2 separate regions of the Rattus norvegicus genome follow, and region 2 is linked to region 1. A link is a contact called in public Hi-C data. All regions are on one chromosome and are shown on one strand. The core of a region is the stretch at or near the end of the contact, and the rest is flanking DNA. Distances in the headings are between cores, read along the strand shown. Region 1 overlaps Dlc1 (DLC1 Rho GTPase activating protein). Region 2 overlaps Dlc1 (DLC1 Rho GTPase activating protein).

Region 1 (6,101 bases), core at 685-3,184:
TTGATTAAATACAGTTTGAGTAATGTTTGAAATTATCCTCTCTTCCACGAAGCCTTGTCTCCACAAATAATCTTTAGGTTTATTAACTCATAGCAAGGTTATTTCATTAAACATTTCAGACATTCAAGATATACAAGTCTCAACCACTAACAAGTAATAAAACATCCCCATTACCGTGAAGGTCCCTGTACACCTCTCCTGGATGGCATCATCCACCCTGTTTTCCCCCCTTGTAGCTGAGGCTTTATCCCGGTGGTTTTATCTCATCATACGTTTGGACATTCCAAACAGTATTAATTATCTTGGCACATTTGAAAGCAGGAGGTGGTGTAGCACTGCAAATGTCCGTCAGCAACTTTTCTAGCTCAGGCTTGAGTTCCTGATGTCCGTCCTTGTTCCAGTCCAACGTGTTCACCCTCGCTGCTGATACAGAGCCATGCAGTAATTCACTCGTACTTAGATTCCTTGCAGCCACATGCTAATACAAGTACTTGCTGTTGCGAATGTTTTTGTTCAGATCCCCATGTATGTATGCTTAGAAGTTTCGAGGTGGTAAAGTAATTCATCGAAGGATAAAGTTTCATAGCCCAAGTTATGCACATACAGGCAGAGATTTTAACAAGTATTACATATATACCAGAGGTCTATAAGAACACCCACTGCGGAAAGAAACTCCACATTGTATAAAGAACACAGGATAGTTGTTTTAAAACATTAAAATATAAATGATATAGATAATAGAATGCCAACAATGTTAAAAATATGCATGTATATATATGCACATAAAAGCATGTATATTTATTTCACATATCATGAACAATATTAAATTATCAATATGATTAAATAAACACTATATGAACAAGGTGTTTTAATTTAATTTTTGAGAAATACATTCAAGAGTACTATATTGACATCCATCTTCCTCCCCCTGCAACTCCTTCTATGACCCCTCATACCCTTTATAATTCATCACATCTTTATTATTCTTGTTATATACACACATACCCAGCAAATCTGGAATCAGTACATCAGACTGAGGAATATGCCAGTACAAGAAGCCAGAGCAAGTAAACAAATAAAGCTATAATTTCCAAAACACAAAATATAGCCAAGAACACAAACAGAAAACACGAAGACAACAATAGCATACACCTTTCACTAATAACTTTAAATATTAATGTCTTCAACTCTCTAGCCAAGAAGGACCATTTAAATGAAATGAACATGGTTGAAGTTTTGAGTGAAAATTGTACATAATGAGTGACTGTGTCTCATTAGGGTGTCTTCTTATTCAGAGGAAGCTAAAATGTAACTAGGTGTCTGTTTGGAGGAGATTATAAGTCTGAAGTTCACTTGTATGAAATTTAGTCCTGGAGTCTAAGTACAACTCAGGGAGGTAGTGAATGTGGATAGTAAAAGTTGAGTATATTTGGCAATTAGAAGCAGGGAAAAATAGTGTTTTCATAGTAACACCCTCATAGTGACATAGTGTAAGACTGGAGTTTTGCCTCAGTTTTCTGCTACCTGATTCTTCATGGACACCCTAATGCTCAGTGGGAGGGTCTCTGTTCAGAGCTCCTGCATATGTTGTCACTAAATACGAAACAAACTTAAAGTCAGAGTCTATTATTATCTTTGTCTCACAGATGAGGAAACATACCCGGAAATCATGCCCCAAATCACTTAACATGTCCAAAATTGAGCTCTTTGATTTGCCCCTCCCCCTAAAAGAAACATGTCTTTTTCGTTTTCATCTTGGTTCACGGGAGTCACCTCTGGCTCCTCTGTCCTGTCATACCTCAAATTCCTTCCATCAGACAATTGTGTCAGCCTTTCCTGTAAACACATCAGCAGTCTGATCACTTGTCACCATCTCACTGCCACCAGCCATGCCACCGCCACTGTGCATGTGTATTCTTACAGAGTCCTCTCGGCTGCTTTCCTATCCCAACCCTTGTCCTCTGTATGCTGTATTCAAACACTGCAGCTAGCATGATAGTTAACCAGCCCTCCTGCATTGTTCTGTCGTATTTACAAGGACATCTTCAAGGGCCAACAAGTCTATGCTGACCTTGCACTTGCCACCCCTCTACCTTACTTTCTTACATCCTTTTGCTAGTTTACCACATCCCAAGCTCTCTGGCCTCATTTGCTGGCCCTTGGTATTTGTTCTTCCCTCAGCCTGAACACATTTCCCAGATACTCATATACAGTGTTCTTGTTTGGATCATTCTTAGATCCGTTAAAATGTTTACATATGACGGCTGGAGTGATGGCTCAGTGGTGAAGAGCACAGACTGTTCTTCCAGAGGTCCCGAGTTCAATTCCCAGCAACCACATGGTGGCTCACAACGATCTGTAATGGAGTCTGATGCCGTCTTCTGGTGTGTCTTAAGACAACATAAAATAAATGTGAACTTACATAAAACAAATAAATCTTTTTTAAAAAGTCTACATATGCTGAAAAGACACCCCAGGTCATTGTGATATACCTGGGTTCTCTATCAACTAAGTGCAAACCACTTAAAAAATGTGTGTGTGTGTGTGTGTGCGTGCACACACACACGTGTGAGAGCATGTATGTGTGCATGCTTACATGTGCCATGATCATTAGTGTGGTCCATCAGTCTCCAGGGTCATACACTTTCCAGCCATATAAAACTTAGCACCGCATGCATTCATTTTTCCAATCCAAGTGCATGTGTGCATGCTTGGGTGTGTGTGCATATGTGTGTGCATGTATGCTTATGTATGTGTGTGTGCATGTATGTGCATGCATATGGAGGTTCAAATATGACCTCAGATGTCAGTTCTTGCATGACAGGCATCTTGGTGTTTTTATTTGTTTGTTTTTCTTTTTTGTATGTGTTCTGGTTTGAGGCAGGGTCTCTTAATAGTCTAGAATTCATCAAATAGGTTAGGTAAGGCTGGCTGGCCAAACAGCCCCAGGTACCTACTGTCTCCCCACAGCTCCCAAGATTACAAGGTCCGGCCACTCTGCCCAACGTTTTAATGTGGATACTGAGGTTTGAACTCACTTTCTTGTATTTTCAAGGAAAGTACCTTACCAACTGAGCCATCTCCCCAGGCCTTAGTCTGGTTTCTTCTCTATGTTTACCTATTGTCTCTTTCTCCCTATGGTATGTAAGTTCTAGAAGATAAGAACTTAGCACCGCATACATTCATTTTTCCAATCCTTAGATCAGCAGCAATTTTGGAATGACGGAATCCATGAGCGTCTGTATAAACTCAAACAAATACATACACATTTCCAAATTTAAAGACATACATGTCAACATTACATATTACATCACAAGTGCATCCTGTGTAGAACCAAGTAGGAAAAACGTAGTTATTAGAAGTCAAGGTGAAACATCTGCCTCACGTTCTTGCAGGGCCATTCAAATACTCAGAAGCCATTTAAAGAAGTCCTGCTCTTGCCTATCATTCATAGTTTTTTCATAAAGCACTTCTAGATTCTACTATTATTTTTATGTGGATAATTTTTAAAGTTCAAACGTGTGTGTGTGTGTTTGTGTGTATGTGTGTGTACTTAAGTTACACTTTTATCCATCTAGAACCATTTGAACCTCCCTCCCTCTCTTTCACTTTTTCCTACATTGTTTAATTTTATATTCTCCATACTATGTGCTACATGTTTTTCACAAGTGTTGAATGAGGGGTACTTTCATCCCCAATCCTCCAGATTCTGCTCCTCTGCAGAGCAGACCACTGCACTTCCTCCTATCAAGTCACCCACAGATCCAGCTGATCCTGCTTCTGGGTCTCTGCCTCTTCCTTCCCACTCCTCTGTCTGCCCTCACGGTGCATGTCCACCATACTCTCACCTAAACACAGTCAAGGTCTTCAAACATCATGAGTACAGCGCACACACACACACACACACACACACACACACACACACACACACTTCATCATCATGCCGTTCTCACCTGTACCTTATCATTAGTGTGGTCCATCAGTCTCCAGGGTCATACGCTTTCCAGCCATATGAAACCCACACAGTTCTCCTGGCTTCTGATGACCCTATTTCACTCAGTGACACCCTGCTTGTCACACCTGTCTCCTGACTGTTCACTTCCTGACTGTCTCCTGTGCACTTCCACATCCATGGCTTACTCCTAGTTTCCAACAATGTAGCCTTATTCTCTCATCCAAATCTTCGTTCTCAATTCAATTCCCTCACTTGTATCCAAAGCACAGCTTTATAACCCTCTCTCTTAGTGTGGGTTCTTCTCTTAAAGTGAGGGAGTGGTTAATTAGATGCTTCTTATATCTTTGGGGCTGTTGAATGTTAGTGTTCTCTACCTGGTCTGTTGGAAACAGCAACACTCACTTATTTGTATACGGTGCTGTTATGTAAACACATAGCGCCCCAGGACCCTTTCGTCAAGCAATATGATACAGAGAAGTTCAATTAGGCCAATGTTCTAGTCTCATCCTCAGGAGAAACAAGTATAAATGCCATTTAAGTGGGATGGGGAAAAAAAAGACAGAACAAAGGAACATGGTGGTTTGGGGGAACCAGAATTGTCCAAGGATTGCAACATCTGTGGTTTTCCTTTTTAATTATAAAGAATTATATGTGTTGTGTTTTGCATAGATTGCTAAAATGTATATCCGTTACCATGTGTGTCCCTGGTTCCAGAGGATGCCAGAAAAATGTATCAGATCCCTGTGGATTAGAATTACAGATGATTATGAGCTGCCTGTGGGTCCTGGGAATCGAACCTAGGTCCTCCGGAAGAGGAGACAGGGATCTTGAGCACTGAGCCGTCTCTCCAGCCTCATCTGTAACTTTCTTAGGTAACAAAAATAGGGGAGCTGGAGCCTGGAGCGATGGCTCAACCATAAAAGCAGCTGTTCCTCTTGTAGAGCGCCCAGGTTCCAGCTCCCATATTGAGGTTCGCAAACATCTGTAATTAACTTCTGGGAGTCTGAGGACCCTTCCCAGAACAGTCCAGTCTCTGTGAGCACCAAAAGCGTGTGATGCACAGATGTGCAGGCACTCACACCCCCAAATAATTATTTTTAAAATTCACCGAATGGGGAAAACAACTCTATTTCTTTATGCCCCTCAATCACAGCCTGTCATACAGCCGATAAACATTCAGGAACACTAACATACTGTTCATGCATAGTTCAGGTAAGCAAGACATTCTACCTATGCTCACTTTGGGTCGCCATAGACCCACAGCACCAGGTAGACCGTGGGTGTTTTGCATCCGTTGTCTCTTATGTAGTAGGATAGGGTGGCCACGCTCCTTAAATACGCATGTAGTTTCATGTCAGGTGCCACATGGAGTGCCCAGCACTTTATTTTAATTGCAATTCTTCTCCCTCTGTCTACTTACTTGAAAAACAAAACTGAACAGAGTGCATGTCTAGAATACCTCCTGTCCATACAAGATATAACAGGACCTCGCACAGAGCAGAAGAAAAATAAGAAAGACAAAAACTCGTTTTCACTAAGGGCTAACAGTCTAACCACGGTGTATGAGTCTCGTGCCAGACCATTTAAGGTGGGTTTCATTTTGCTAATTTATAAAGGAGGATCCACGAGTTCAGAATGTTAGGTAACTAGTCCAAAGTTACGTAATGGTTAGTAGTTTAAATTTGGATTTGTACTCGGTTCCCCTGAGTCTAAAGTCCTCGATGTTCCTATAACCTTATAGGGATTACAGAAAAAATCTCAAAATGGAAACCACAAATTAATAAATGGAATAAGTACGTGGAGAGCCACTTTTAGAACCTGGGGGGAGGGACTTCTAAATTTCTTTTTTTTATATGTCCATATGTGTCCATTTCACATATGGGGTCGAGAGGAAGACACTAGTATTTTGCTCTAGCATATGCTGCCTTGTTCCCTTCAGCTGGGGATCTTTCATAGAACCTGGAGCTAGGCTGGAAGCCAGCAGTTCTAAGCAATCCTCCTCTTCTGCCCACTACAGTGATGGGGTTGCAGGAGTGTGCACTAAGCCTGGGTTTGGTTTGGGTTGGCTTGGCTTGGCTTGGCTTGGCTTGGGTTGGCTTGGGTTGGCTTGGGTTGACTTTGCTTTGCTTTGGTTTGGTTTTTACAT
Region 2 (6,385 bases), core at 2,975-5,474, 41 kb after region 1:
GTAATGATGAATGGATTCACTTTGGAGACAGAAAAAAAAAAAAAATATATATATATATATATATATATATATATATATATATATATATGCTGTGTTGGTCCCAATGTTTCTTCTCCACAAGGACTCAGTATTTGCAAATCGTATGTTCCTTTTTTTAAAAAAAAATGAGGATGAAGTGATCTGAATAAATATGTACCTTAAAGTCAAAGGGAAAGAAGTATTTTATGGTAGTATTCAAAGAATATAATATTCTACTTTATATGTTGCTAGTGGTCATTAGCAAATATGTTGGAAATGTTTGGTCTCCTGCGAAGATGTACTGTGTGCTTTAATTAATTATTCCAGGATCAGTATTATAGAGATGCCCCTCAGCTGTCCTCCCTGGTCACACCAGTCTGCTAGACTTTCATCTTTATGGGGGTCACCTTTACCTTTGACCATGAGGCCCAGCTCTGCGTGTCTTTTGAGCCCTCACATATCCTCCTCTTATTATGAACCAATGCACACAGCATAAATGTTAACATTTCATCCACTTTAAAAACTGCACTTGAGAAACATTTACTATACCCACAATATTTCAACCTTCACCAGCATCTACTTACAGAATATTGACATCCTTCCCGGATATGATCAGTATACAAAGTATAAATGTATGGACATTTCAGAGACTAAATTAAATTATTTAAAAAAGAAAACAGTATTTTCATCCTCCTAAAAGTGGACCTTCATGCTTGAGAAGTTATCTTCCATAATTTTTTCTACCATTCCTGAAAACCATTCACTTCTTCTCTTTCTCTGGACTCATTTACTTCAGAAATTTCTCAGAAGCAAAACATGCCTTTTGTGTCTAACTTCTTGGAGGGTGGAAAAAGAGACAGGGTCTCCCTACATGTGCCTGTCTGGCCTAGAATTTTCCATGTATACCAAGCTGGCCTGGAGCTCAGTGATTTCCTGTTTTAGCCTTCAGGCCAAGTGCTGAGATTAAAGGCAGGCACAGTCACTCCTCCTCTTTGAGAATGGATAGTGGTCAATAGTTTGGATATGCTACAATTTATCCACCCATTCATTAGTCCATCCTAGGGTGCCTAAAATGTTTCTATTTTTTGAAGAAATGTTTCTACTCTATTATGAAGAGTGCTGATATGAAAACTGTATGCAAGTTTTAATTTGAACATTCATTTTCAGTGTGTGTGGGGGGGTAGTATTTGGTAATAGAACCAAGGCCCTGTTCATGCTAAGGAAGTGGTTTAGTGCTAACTATGTCGGTGCCCAACTGCTTCAGGAGGCTTTCATATAGCTTGGAGGCTTCATCACAAAGATTCCACCTCTGCAGCAGTAGGTTTTTCCCTTGAGGAGGGGCCTTGTGAATCCAGTTCAGTGCCATAACTTTCCTCGGCTTTGTAAGTTTTGTAAACTTTGTTTACTTCCTGAGCCTTTTGAGTATCCTTCCTCTCTCTAGGTGGCTGGGGAATATGGGATGTTTCAATTCTGAGACAATAGCTGCTGGAGAGAGATACAAGTAGGGTCTATAACTTGAGTTTTGTCTTGGTGCAGAATACCTTCAAGGATAGTTATAATACACCACACTGCCCTTGGGACACACACCTGTCCCATGTCAAGCAGCTAAAGAACAATGACAAACTAAGTCAGAGGTTCTCAGCCAGGAGCGATTTGTTTCCCATGGAACATCTTACAATGTCCGAAGTTGTTTTCTTTTTCCTTCTTCTCAATATAGAAGATGTTAGCAGTGTGTATGCTGCTTCATACAGGACAGTCCCTCATGACAAAGAATAATTTGATGCAAAATGAGGTTCAGAAACTCAGCTCTAACCCTTTGCTAGGAAAACTATTAAAAGAGAAAGGGGAGGGAGACACACACACAGAGAGAGAGAGAGAGAGAGAGAGACAGAGACAGAGACAGAGACAGAGACAGAGACAGAGACAGAGAAAAGGGGAGGGCAACTGTGTGGCAGACTGTTTAGGAAGTGAACGAAGGAGTGGTTATTTCAGCATAACTCAGAGTCCTGGCAAGTTACACAGGACGGAAATGTGGGGCAACGAGGGTAGTGAAAGCACCAGGGTGTGTTGGGAGGAGATGCCACTGGAGGCAAGTGGTAGAACTCCAAAGTGGACTTGAGCCAAGCAGAGCAAAGAATGTGCTGTGAAAAGGAGCAGGAGCTAGATAAGTGGCTTAGAATTCAGACCTTGCCTCCAGCCGTGGCGTGGCTTAGAGCTAATCAGAGGTGTTCTCTTAAATGAAAACTCTCGGCCAAATGGGAATCGTTGAGGTCTTTGACATTGAAGAGTTAGCATGAGACCCTCGTGTAAAATCATTTCTAACTGCGACTATCAAGTGTTGCTCTTAACATTGTCACTGTGATCGCTACTAAATTGAGTTGGTACCTGGGTGGGAATGAGAGCCTGGGAAGCCAGGCAAGAGAGGAGACCAGGTGGGTTAAAATCATCTAGAGCAAGAAAGCACTGGGAAAGGGACAAAGGGAAGGAATAACATGACCTAGTAGGCAGGAAAATGGGGCCAGGAAGAGAAGCCATCTAGAAAGCCTTTCTAGCAAAGTGCATAAGAGACGCAAAGGTCCCAGATAGAGGCACTGAGATTCCCAAGGACAAGAGCAGGAACTTAACCAACAGTGGGTTGACTAGAATGACACACCCGGTGGGCACACTGAGGAATACTTTGTAGCCCTTTGTAGAATTGGGCAGAAAAGTAAGCAGGTTGTTCCATGGACTTCTATTCTATTCCTAGGTAATCAAACACAGCTGAAAAAAAATGCAGTTTCCAATGGGCATCTAATATTTTAAAGATAATCAGTAGAATTGCAAACAGATGTGGATAGTAAATCTTCCTTGAATAAAGTGTTATCTTCAACAGTGCTATTTACAGCACAATTTTTTGAAGCATGAATATATAGCGAAGTGTATTGTCTCTTTCTTTGAAGTTTATTTGGTCCACATGTGATGAATATTTAAATAAAAATTCTACTAGCTCATCACACAGTACATGTCTCATTAATTTAAAAAAATGTAAAACACTGAAGAATGAACCATTAATTTTATCCCATGATAAGAATGTGGAGAATGTGGGAGATGGGACCGTTAGAAAGTAAGCTTACAAAGTCAAGAGACTCAGGGCTGTTGTTTGTTTAGGTGGTGGGCTGGTCTCTTAGGATTTCCCTTGCTGTGAAGAGACACTACAACCAGGGCAACTCTTAGAAAGGAAGACATTTCATTGAGGCTGGCTTACAGTTCCAGAGGTTTAGTCCCTTATCATCATGGCAAGAAGCACAGCAGTGTGCAGACAGACATGGGGCTGGAGGAGCGGAGAGTTCTACGTCTTGAACCAAAGGCAGCAGAAGGATGAGACCTTATTTATTCCACACTTGGCTAGCTTAAGCCTTTAAGACCCAGAGATCCAACTCCTCAGTGGTACACTTCCTCTAAAAAGGCCACACCCCTTCCACGAAGGCCACACCCCTTCCACAAAGGCCACACCTCCTAATAGCCACTTCTTATGAGCCAAGCATTCAAACACAAGAGTCTATGGGGGCCAAGCCTATTCAAACCACTACAGTTGGTTGGATTTGGCTTTTTGTTTTTTTGTTTTCCATTGCTATAACCCTGCTTACAATAATATCCAGTACATGATAGATAACTTACATTCAATATTTACTGGATGATGGATGGATGGATGGATGGATGGATGGATGAATGGGCGGACCAATCAATTAATTTACAAAGGCGTATGTTGTCTAGGCACTCTTGCAAGGCAGTTGAGTGATTGGACAAGTGCTGTGTAACTCCATGCTGTTGGGTATGGCAGTATCTCACCTCTCATCATGAACTGAGCTCTTGACAAGTTCATCTTGCTAAAATCCATCTGTTGTCGCTCATTAGTTACCACAGGCTCTCAGATCAGTAGTTTTCCCCTCTTTCCCTCCTCCGGAACCCCGCAGAGGTAAATCTGTAAAGTTCAAAGTGGATGAAGATAAGCAATTTTCTCTCCTCAGAAGTGGCAATTGGTTTGTCTCCTTACACCTTTCTCCAAGAGAAGTATTTCCACATTCGTGAAAAAAAAAAATACACCTTGACATTACAGGGGTGTGGTTGGCAGAACCCTTCCTTCTAGCCCGGTCTCCTCAAGCAAGGCAGTGCAGAAAGGAGGGCTCTTCAGTAACACTTGACAAGGTGCCAGTTCCACCCACCAGTGATAAGAGCAGCCTGGGACACAGCAGTCACTATGAGCACAGGCTGCTTTCCCAGTGCAGAGTCCACATGGTCCTCCTCACAAAGCAAAAGACAGGGTGACCTTGAAAACCTGCCAACTGAGTTCTGGAAATTACAAGAGCAACTTTCCTGGAATTGTTCAAGCAAAGCAAGGTCTCGAAATGGATCATAAGAGGATTCGCCCCTAGTTAGAAAGATCCCCATCTGAGTATTTTCCCTTCACTTCCACAACGGTAAGGGCGTCCAGCTTTAACAACATCACCTCACTTCCTGTCTGAGTCGTCAGATTATTTTCCATATACTCGAAGCCTTCGTTTAGCGTGAGAGGTGAAACCCAGGTACAATTTATTCAGAATATATTCTTGGAAGAAAATCAATTAAAAGTACTTATATGGAATGCGTTACATTACAAACACCACTCGACATTGGTTCGAAGTTTGGGGGCACAGCTGGGGCCTCATTTCAGGCAAAGATGTAATGCTACAGGATGAAGGCTCAACAACGTCAGCCTCAGAGCCCATAGAGAGCTCAGAACAGGAAGAGACTTGAGGTTCCTTATCACTGTCAGGGGCTGACCTTCCATCCATTCCGTGTTCAATGCATGGAGGAAAATGACTTAATTTTTTTAAAATATCATGTCTTTCAAAAGTAATGTGTCGGGGCTGGGGATTTAGCTCAGTGGTAGAGCGCTTACCTAGGAAGCGCAAGGCCCTGGGTTCGGTCCCCAGCTCCGAAAAAAAGAACCAAAAAAAAAAAAAAAAAGTAATGTGTCTTTGTATTGAGTGCCAATAGTTTTCCAACATGTCTCAACATTCTATAATTTCGATATTTTTAAAAATTTGAGAAGTCCCAATACAGTAAGGAATACATTCTTCCACTGTCTCTGTGAAACACAAGGACACTGATCCTTGTCATTTGTGCACGTTTGGAGAACTGGAGTGTGACAAGTGCGTGGTGCACAACTGTGCCCCTTTGCACTATGGGTGCCAGCGTGGTAGTCATCTGAGGGCTGGTTGTGGTTTATGTCATACAATCAGCCAATAATAATTTCTGAGGAAACTTGGGGTAGGAGCGCTTATAAATCCATCATCATAATCTTGTTCAGGTTAACATTTTGCAGAATTTTTGCATTTAATGTTTGGCATCTTTCTGAGGGAGACTAAAGGAAAAGCAATACATTAATATTCCTGTTCTCAGTACATTGAACGTCTTTTCTTGAGATCTGGAAACATATAAACAACGAAAAGGCAGATTTTAACTCTGAGAGGTAACAAGAACAACAACAAAAGCAATACAGATAACAGTTTTAGCCTGTGTCCTTGAGAAAGGCCAACCTTAAGGAGACCAGATGAGGAGTGAAGGCCGAGACTAGAGGCCAGCGTTTAGTTGGATGGAAAATACTTCTGCATTTCTGCCTCTCAGAGCTGCCAGCCTCGGAAGCTGTCATGGGGTGATACTGAAAATGTTTCCCATAGCACGGAGATAACATGAGGACTAAAGGCATGTTTGAAGTTCTTGGAACTATTCTAGGAAAACCACTCCAAAAAACAACAAGCAGAGTCCACAAGACTGTACAGTCCAGCATTCAAAACAGGGCAGGTGTGTGTGGGGGGTATTGAAATATATATATGTATATATATATATGTATATATGTATATATATGTATATTATATATATGTATATATAATCTTTCTCTGGCATTTTCTGACACTAAAATATCACATTATAATTAACATTAAGTAAAAATGCGTTTCAAAAGCAATCTGAGAGTCTGGTGAGGTCCTTCACGTTTGTAAATAATGCTTGCTGCTCAAGCCTGAGGACTAAGTTTGGATGGGATCACTCATTTAAAAGGCAAGCATGACCAAGTACGTCGATAACACCAGCCCTATGGGAGGCAGACACAAAAGGATTACCAGGGCTCGCTGTCCAGCCAGCTTTGCTGCAAAAATGCCAGGTCCCAGGTTTGGTGAGAGTCTCTGTCCCAGTGGAATAAAGCAGAGAGTGGTAGATCAGGACACCCAGCTCTCTCCCTTTCTCCCTTCTAGTGTACATGAGTGCTCTCACTCATACACATGTAAGGAGACGATATACACAAATACATCACACACACACACACACACACACACACACACACACACAC

The links. A called contact is a pair of places that touch in the nucleus more often than the background predicts.
Region 2: a contact with region 1 is called in a Hi-C map of kidney, with 1.7 times the contacts expected there. The contact joins two enhancer-like sites. A contact is called at or near these places in 3 of 12 Hi-C or Micro-C datasets (kidney and liver).

Annotation. Positions count from the first base shown.
Region 1 is chr16:62,227,022-62,233,122 of GRCr8, forward strand. The region is part of intron 5 of Dlc1 (DLC1 Rho GTPase activating protein); the gene reads left to right. Among named protein-coding and RNA genes, the nearest start is that of Dlc1, 240 kb to the left of the region's middle. Within about 2 kb of position 1,935, at least 3 of the 93 cell types and tissues checked have an H3K27ac peak or open chromatin away from gene starts, as enhancers often do. A contact at or near this core is called in kidney and liver, where this site is marked.
Region 2 is chr16:62,265,712-62,272,096 of GRCr8, forward strand. The region is part of intron 5 of Dlc1 (DLC1 Rho GTPase activating protein); the gene reads left to right. Among named protein-coding and RNA genes, the nearest start is that of Trmt9b, 230 kb to the right of the region's middle. Within about 2 kb of position 4,225, at least 17 of the 93 cell types and tissues checked have an H3K27ac peak or open chromatin away from gene starts, as enhancers often do. A contact at or near this core is called in kidney and liver, where this site is marked.